2 separate regions of the Sus scrofa genome follow, and region 2 is linked to region 1. A link is a contact called in public Hi-C data. All regions are on one chromosome and are shown on one strand. Each heading gives the region's core, a stretch centred on a gene start, on an enhancer-like site or on the middle of the called end of the contact. The rest is flanking DNA. Distances are from core to core; before and after follow the strand shown. Region 1 has its middle 610 kb from the start of INTU. Region 2 holds the start of FAT4 (protocadherin Fat 4).

Region 1 (4,135 bases), core at 1,053-3,552:
CCTGACTGCATTTCATATGCCTTAGTGGAAATGAAGTATTTTGGATATTAACACCAACAATATTACACAGTCTCTGTCAATTAGAAGGGAACAATTTAATGAGGAAAAGAAATACATAATCAATATAAATGGAAACTACTGTTAAAAGAGACTTAGAATGAGAGATGGCAACCTGGAGATGGAGAAAAAATAAACCTTGCATTGTGATTATACTGAGGTTAAAGAAATAAGAAGAAAATATACCAAATCTTCCTTTATCTTAAACCAAGAAAAAGCTGTCAGGCAGAACTAGAGCCCTAGCAAAAGCAGAAAACAGAAATCTTTCTAAATTTTCTCTTAGTTTTAAGTTTGGTTAAGTACTAGAGTATTAGATTATTCATTAATTCCACGAATCACCCAGCAGGTGCATTCTAGGAACAGGGAGCATACACAGCACTTGCCCTCAAGTTTTTCTCAACCTGTTAGAGAAGATGTACACCTAAGGGGACAATCATAACATAGATGCTCAGTCAGATGCAAGCAGAGACTGTGTGGGAGAATGTAAGAAAGGCCCTTAAACCTCCAAGAAGTTTAGCAAAGTCTTCTCTGAAGAGGAAAGGAAAACAAGCTAAGGGACAACATGACCAAACCAAAGACCTTACAAAAGATCTGAGGCATTAGAATGGTTAGGAACTGATGTCCAAAGTGCCATCCCTTTTGCCTGCCTCTCTCTCTTCTCTCTCTTCTCTTCACTTCCTCCCCTTCTCCCTTCTCTCTCTTCTCTTCTCTTCACTTCCTCCCCTTCTCCCTTCTCTCTCTTTCTCCTGTCATCCTCCATTCCCCCCTCCCACCGGCCGTTTTATTCTCTTTCTGATTAAGAGGCACCAAAGCAAGTGGCAGGGATCTCAGTTTTGGCCTTAATTCTGGCTTTTGATAGTATGCCAGTGTGTCTTGGCAGGTATGATGGATTGGTGGGGACACCTTCTGGTAGAGTATTTACATGATAGTTTGGGAATGAGTAAAGGAAAACTTGGGAAAACACAAAGTTTTGTGCATCACCAAGTCTCGTGGATCCCAATTTGAGCCCAAGCAAGGGAAAAACTATAAGTTAAACTCAAGGAGCATTTTCCTAAAAAGATTTGATACTCAGAAGCTCACAAGAATACCACTCTGGTACCCAGCTAACAAACAGAAGGCACTTCACTTTGTCAAGAACAAGGCTATTAATCAATATAGATCCTGTAACTTTTTCAAAAAAGAACATTTTTAAAGAGTTACATGATACATGAACATGATAATGTGAGAAAAAAGAATGTATACATGTATGTGTAACTGGGTCACCATGCTGTATAGTAGAAAATTGACAGAACACTGTAAACCAGGTATAATGGAAAAAAATCATTTTATATATACATGTAAGTTACATATTCCCAAAGCATTTTGCAAAAAAAAAGGCCTTTTCCACCTGATGGGCCCTCTCTCTCCTGTGACATTTCTACAGCAAGGTTTCTCAACCTCTGCACTATTGGACCAGATAATTATTTCATTTGGTACTTTGCTTTCATGTTGCCCTGTGTCACTGAATAGTTTTTTCCATATGTCTACCTTTCTAATATGCTATCAGCGATGATCACATAGTAGGCACTCAATAAATATACATTGATTAAAATGAATAAACATTCACATTAATGCATGTTTTTCCTTTTCCAAAATTCTTTAAAGTTGAGACAACCACATGCTTTCCCATGTGGACCTCCCTCTATGAGCAAACAGAACAAGCCAACAAACCAAAGGCAGAATTTGGCTCCAAGAAAGAAAATGTGTAGAACAAGGTTATTTATTAGGAACAATCCAATCTGAGAAACATCTTTAAAGATAATTTATCTTCCCTTCAGTTGCATCCATTTTCCTCCAGGGAAGCTTTAAAACTGTGTATAAATGTTTGTAAACTCTTGCTTTCTCCATGGTTACAAAATATGAGATCCTATTTATTTATACTGTGAGGTCAAAACTGAGGCTATTACTGACCAGAGACGCGCTAAGATAATGGTGCTCTACTGATGTTATTTTCAGCAAATATTTGTCAAAAATATAAATTCAAGCCCCCTTAAATGCATCAGACCTTATATGTCCTTCCTACAACTCTAAAATTTAAAAAATGTCTTAAAGGAGAAAATAAACCACAGGCAAAATAACCATGACATTATGAAGCTTGGCAGAATAGGAAGTGAATCATGGGCAAAAAGGAATACAAACATCAGGGAATGAGATACTCTGAATGGCATGCAGTGTCTGAGGAGAAAAGTCAAGCTTTGAAACTTTGTACTCTACAAATCAAGGCCTGACAAATGGCAAAACAAAGAAGGCTGGTATCATGTCCCTTGACTAAGCCTATTGCCCAAATGTTTTGCATTTGAAGGTCTTGAGGCATTTATGAGAAGTTGAATGAACTTTCGTGGTCGGCTCAGAAATGTCGGTGTCTTGAGGCCAGAATGCTTTCAACCTCATCATTTCCTAACTTGAAGACAGGAAACTGGAAAAGCTTCATGAAGTGTAGGGGAGACAGATTTCATGTTTAAATGTAACAGTATGTTTCTCAAAATATTTAAACGAGCTAGGGAATAAATCTCTTAACTAGAAAGTTAATAAACCAAATGCATGTGTTTTATCCATCTCAGAATCTACTGCAGTATTTTCCTTAAATACTTTATGGCCTTAAAAGGAGAAAAAAACAAAAATAAAAGATTCTTCTCTTTTTTTCCTTTCACTCACACATAACTGAAGTTTCCAGAGAGAGAAAGAAAGGGGGCCTCACATTTACTGAGCATTTACTACACTTATTGAATTCTTCAAAAGTACCATTTCATTTAATCAGAATAATCTTGTGAGGTAAGTAATGATAATCACATTATGCAGATGAAGAAACTGAGGCCCAACCTATATTAGCTAGCAAATACCAGATTTGAACCCTAAAAATCTATGCTATATCCCTATTCTAGCCTTTAAGTTAGTAAAAAATAGCCCCCAAATTAGTTTTTCTCAGAGAAGCTCAAAGTAGAAAAAAAATATATATATCACTGTTTTAGAATTCAAAGATGCTGTAATTTCTTTTTAAGTGAATCTTACAAACATATTAAAATCATATTCTACTCAATTAAACTCAGGTTAAGGTAACAAATAAGTAAATTTTGTATTAGAATTATCATTTAACAGTGAAATAGAAAATAAAACACTTAACTGGTCTCAGATGTAACCAAATGTAGTAACTTCTGGCAAAAGTATGCATAGAATTTACTACAGTTTCATAGGATTTATTTTTAGCTTAATAACCATAGTTTAGGGAATGTTTCTGAAGTATGAATCAAGATATATTTTTCCCTTTTTGCCTAATTATTTTTGACTTTGAGGCTATCATGATGATACCAGAAAAGAAAAAAAGATTGTATGAACACTTCTGTGTTGAAATTTAAAGTGGTTGTACACGATTTTCCTATTAGATACCCCATGACTATTCATAATGATGGGTTGATGGGTCTACGTAGTTGACATAAAGTGTACCTGACATGTGGGAAGAAAAAAAACATGGCAAGTTGTCCTAATCCAGTAGGAAAAGGAGTCAGCCAACATCATTACTCCAAAAACACTGGCCCAAACCCAGAATCTCCTTTCATATTCCAAGGTCTAAAAAGCTCAAAGATGCTCTTTCCCATTCACTGATTGCCACTGCAGGAGGCTCCGTTATTGGTCGGTGCTCTGCAGTGTTGAAACTCTCATTTACTCTGGAAACAAAAAAGAGAAGAGGTGAAACATTTGCTACCGAAAGATTTTACTTAAAGTAAAATCATATGTTTCCCCCCATTTCTCATTTTAATGTGTGGTGCATTAAAATTTAGTCCCATAAGTCTTCATTATTCAGGCATTTAATCATATGGAAAAAGCGGTAACTTAATTAAAACAAGCAACACAGGTTAGATATCCCTTGGGACACAAACCTAGGAAAATGATCTAATCCATCGGGTTTCCATTGTGAAAATGTATTAATATTAGACCACAAGACCACAGCAGAAAAAAATGCTACTCATTTGCAAAGGAGTAATCTGATGCAGAAACAACTTGAGTTTAAGAAGCCAAAGCATACACCATTTTTTCTGGAATG
Region 2 (4,135 bases), core at 451-2,950, 1.5 Mb before region 1:
GCCTGCCTTTTCATTTCCGGGAGTAGTAGCTCTTCCTTGGTACCAGGTAAGGTGGTGTATTCAAATCAGCTGAAGGTGATCTTTACATTTTTGCCCTAGGTCTGACTCTGAATGCAGGCCTCAACCTTTCCCCCACCTAATGACCTGAGGCAATGCTTGCACCTCCACTAGTTAAGCAAGCCTGCCTTATTTTGATGGTTTTCTTTAATTTACAATGGGCTCCCAATATCTCCCAGGTTTCCCTCTTTATCTATGATCCCCTATTAGGATTTCTATAACCACCTGTGCCTACTCTAGCCCTATCACTATTGCTTAATTAATTATTATTATTTTTTTTTACTGTAAGGAAAGAAGGGTAATAGGAGACTCCTAAAGACCTTTTCTACCTTTGCTACTATCCCTGGGCAAGAAGGAGGAATTATCCTTGTAACCAGATCCTTCTAGTCTCTGCATTTAATTTTAAGCAAGAAAGTGGACAACTAAAAAGCTGTAAGATTGATGGAAAACAGCAGAGGGCAGTATTTACTCATCGCTGAATCATCTCTGGTATCAGAAAAGTTTTAAACTTGGAGGGGTCATTGTGGCGAAAAGTAAAACACACGCCCTATATTTACATTACTTGCCTTAAATTCTTATTTTCTAAATGGTTTCCCTTAAAGGATAAATAATACCTGATTTCTAGTCACTTTTTTCTTTCTTTGAAGAGCCGAATTGTACCACAAAGATTAGCTTCAGTAAATATCAGGGAAATTAATCTGAGTGCCTTGCATGGCAAGTGGCTATTTTTAATATTTCACTCTATTCATTTCTATTTTTCTCATATATACCCTTTCTCAAGACAAAAACAAAAAACAAACAAAAAAAACAAAACAAAAAGAAACAAAACTTCATCAGGATTCCATTGGTTATAAAATGTCTGGGAGGAAATACTCCAACAGAGATCAAAATTCCAAACTTTGCAATAGGAAAAGATCTCCATCTTTCCAATGGGCTACCATTGTTATTGTTGAAACTCTAAGGTTTGGCTACTGGCACCTGGGATCCATTTGGGAAGGGAAACAAAACAAACAGAGTTCCCTTGGCTTTTCCTACAGGAAATCCAAAGTGCAGTCAGTACCTAGGCCTTGGTGTCCTAGTCACCTGACAGTGGGGGAGGGACAAATGGGGACAGGTTCAGGGTTGATCTCAACCTGGGCTGCAGTTAGCTCGCTCTGTAGACAGAGGAGGCATGAGGAAGATTTGGTTTGGATTCTGTCGGGTTGTATTGTAGAGCAGCTCCCTCCTCTCCCATCGCAAGAGAAGGGGCAGGAAACGGTTAAAGCAAATCTGCGCTTTGCATTCCCAGACAGGCTTTGCTTAATCCTTCCTCCCGCTCTAACAGACCCTCACCCCCCGCCTTTCTTTTATTTCTCTCGACCCCCTTACCCCTGAGTTATTACTAGCATAACAATCTAACGGTCTTCTCCCAGACCCCGCCACTAAAGTTATTTATCTGCAAACCTGACCCCACCCCCATCTATTCTGCGGCAGCCTTTTGCTGTTATTGCTGTAACGCCGGCCAAGATTTGACCAAAAAAAAAAAAAAAAAAAAAAAAAAAAAAAAAAAAGAAAAAGAAAAAATCACCCCCCTTCCCAGCGCCTCCTACTCGCAGATCTCCCACACCCGACAGCCTACAGTCCTCCAGGAGGCTGGAGTGATTAGCATCCGGAGAAGCCAGTCGGAGGCCGAAAAAGTCCGAGAGCGCTGGCGGTAGGAGTGCCAGGCGGGGCTGCTTTAGCTCCGGCCCAATGGGGATGGGGCGAGGGAGGGGCAGTAGGTGACAGCACCCGGAGTTAGGGGGAGTCCGGCGAACTAAAGTGCGGGGATCAATGAGTGGCGAGCAAAGTTTCTGTGTCTTGCTCTAGCTCGCGGTCTTCCCTCCCCCTCTGTTTGTGTTTCGGCGACGCGCTGTGTGTGTGTGTGTGTGTGCGTGTGTGTGTCTGCGCGCGCGCGTGCGGCGGGGAAGGGGCGGGGAGAGTGTGGGGGACCAGCCGGAGGTTGAGAGGGGCTCAAGGAGCTCCAGCTCCACAGCGGTACTAGCTTCAGCCGGGGCAGGCAAGAGGGAGAGCGCTGACAGCCGCCGTCCGAAGCTGCTGCGGGCGCTGCCACAGCCCAGAGCGGATTTCCCCGCCTACACAGCCACGGGTGAAGGAGAAAGGGGGACCAACCACCACCCCCGCCCCAAACAAAAAGCCTTGTGGATTACAAAGTGAAACTGACACAGGACAATAAAGGGAAAGGGCACGAGGTCAGGGGCGAGGCGCACTAGAGAGGGCTTCTGACTGGGGCCGCCGGAGAAGGATCCCCCTGGCATGGTTAGGGGAGGGGACTCGGGGACAGAGCGCTGCTCCTGTCCGACCCTGGCGAGGCCGAGAAGAAAGAGGGACCTGCGCTCGATTTGGATGTACAAATAATGGGTCGGCAGGCGTCCTGGCAGAGGTAAAAAAAATTAAAAATGCCGAATAGCGCTGGATTTTGCCTGCGCCTGACTACGGGCTCGAAGCCGCAGCAGGGGCGGCGGCGCCGGCTGGAGGAGAAGGGACAGAGCTGAGCGCTCCGGGATACCGGAGCCCCAGCGCCGCTGTGAGCGCTTGGAAGGCAGTTTTCTAGCTGCCCGCGCTCAGACCCCGAAGCCTGGGCCTCAGCGGCCACTTCTGCAGCCCTGTTGGAGGGGCGTTGCAGCCTTGTTCTTGAGGAGAGGGGATTCGAGGAAATCCCTCGTCTCCAGATTTTGGGAAAGGAATTCGAGAATCTCCCGGCTCCTCATCGACCCCTCCCCCGTGAGCAATTGTTCTTTCCACACACCGCTACGGACGTTTGTCCTTCCCTCTTCAGTTTCTTCGCTGTGGTAAGTTCTAAAGTTTCTGAGGACAATTGTTTGCAACTTCATTCCTCATTAACCTCAATCTCTCCCAACTCACATCCACCTGGGCGAAAACGCTGACTCTCCCGGATTCGAAAACAAAGTGAAGGGGGAAAATAGAGAAGGTTTGAGAAACTTTTCTGGGAACTCATCAACGCACAGGAGTGTCCGAGGAATGCCTGCCGCTTTCCCCCAAGGCATCTCTCTCGCACTAAGCATCCAAATGGCTACCTTGATCCTTTTGCTGATGCGACTTGCTTCTGTTGGGCAGGAGATTCTTTGAAATAGCAGAGCTCTCCAAGCCATCGGCTGCATGTTTGCTGGGGCTACTTAATCCCCGTCATCGTCATCACTTTTTTGCCTCACCTCTTCCTTCTCTATATCACACTGTTCCAGGGAGCCAGGAACATGGACTTGGCAGCAGACAGGGCTCCTGGCCGCCCGTGGCTCCCGCTGCCCACTTTATCATTATTTCAGCTCCTTCGCGTCTTTTGGCTGCTGTCACTGCTCCCAGGGTCGGCCCGGGTCAGCGGGGCGGAGCAGCGCCAGGTGTTTCAGGTGCTGGAGGAGCAACCTCCTGGCACGCTGGTGGGTACCATCCAGACGCGCCCTGGCTTCACCTACCGGCTCAGCGAAAGCCACGCCCTGTTTGCCATAAACAGTAGCACCGGGGCCCTGTACACCACTGCCACCATCGACCGCGAGAGCCTACCCAGCGACGTGATCAACCTAGTGGTTCTTTCCAGCTCGCCCACCTACCCCACCGAAGTGCGAGTCTTGGTACGGGACCTCAATGACAACGCCCCTGTCTTCCCGGACCCCTCGATTGTGGTCACTTTCAAGGAGGACAGTAGCAGCGGGCGGCAAGTCATCTTGGATACCGCCACCGACTCGGACATTGGCTCCAATGGTGTGGACCACCGATCCTACCGCATTATCCAGGGCAACGAGGCAGGTCGCTTCCGCCTGGATATCACCCTCAACCCAAGTGGCGAGGGTGCGTTCCTGCATCTCGTGTCCAAGGGCGGGCTGGACCGTGAGGTCACGCCACAGTACCAGCTTTTGGTGGAAGTGGAGGACAAGGGCGAACCGAAGCGGCGGGGCTACCTTCAGGTAAACGTGACTGTTCAGGATATAAATGACAACCCCCCGGTTTTTGGCAGTTCCCACTACCAGGCGGGGGTGCCTGAGGACGCGACGGTCGGCTCCAGCGTCCTCCAGGTGGCGGCGGC

The links. A called contact is a pair of places that touch in the nucleus more often than the background predicts.
Region 2: a contact with region 1 is called in a Hi-C map of embryonic fibroblasts, with 3 times the contacts expected there. The contact joins the promoter of FAT4 here to the enhancer-like site in region 1. A contact is called at or near these places in 7 of 47 Hi-C or Micro-C datasets (alveolar macrophages, embryonic fibroblasts, fetal heart ventricle and 2 more) and 1 of 2 datasets of contacts at active chromatin or transcription factors (skeletal muscle).

The regions. Positions count from the first base shown.
Region 1 is chr8:97,811,143-97,815,277 of Sscrofa11.1, reverse strand. No RefSeq gene overlaps it. Among named protein-coding and RNA genes, the nearest start is that of INTU, 610 kb to the right of the region's middle. Within about 2 kb of position 2,302, at least 5 of the 83 cell types and tissues checked have an H3K27ac peak or open chromatin away from gene starts, as enhancers often do. A contact at or near this core is called in embryonic fibroblasts, where this site is marked.
Region 2 is chr8:99,309,696-99,313,830 of Sscrofa11.1, reverse strand. FAT4 (protocadherin Fat 4) reads left to right here and starts at 1,700. Exons shown (of 22, transcript XM_021101611.1): 1 at 1,700-4,135. The coding sequence starts at 3,312. All of the region lies in intron 1 of LOC106504728 (a long non-coding RNA gene), which reads right to left.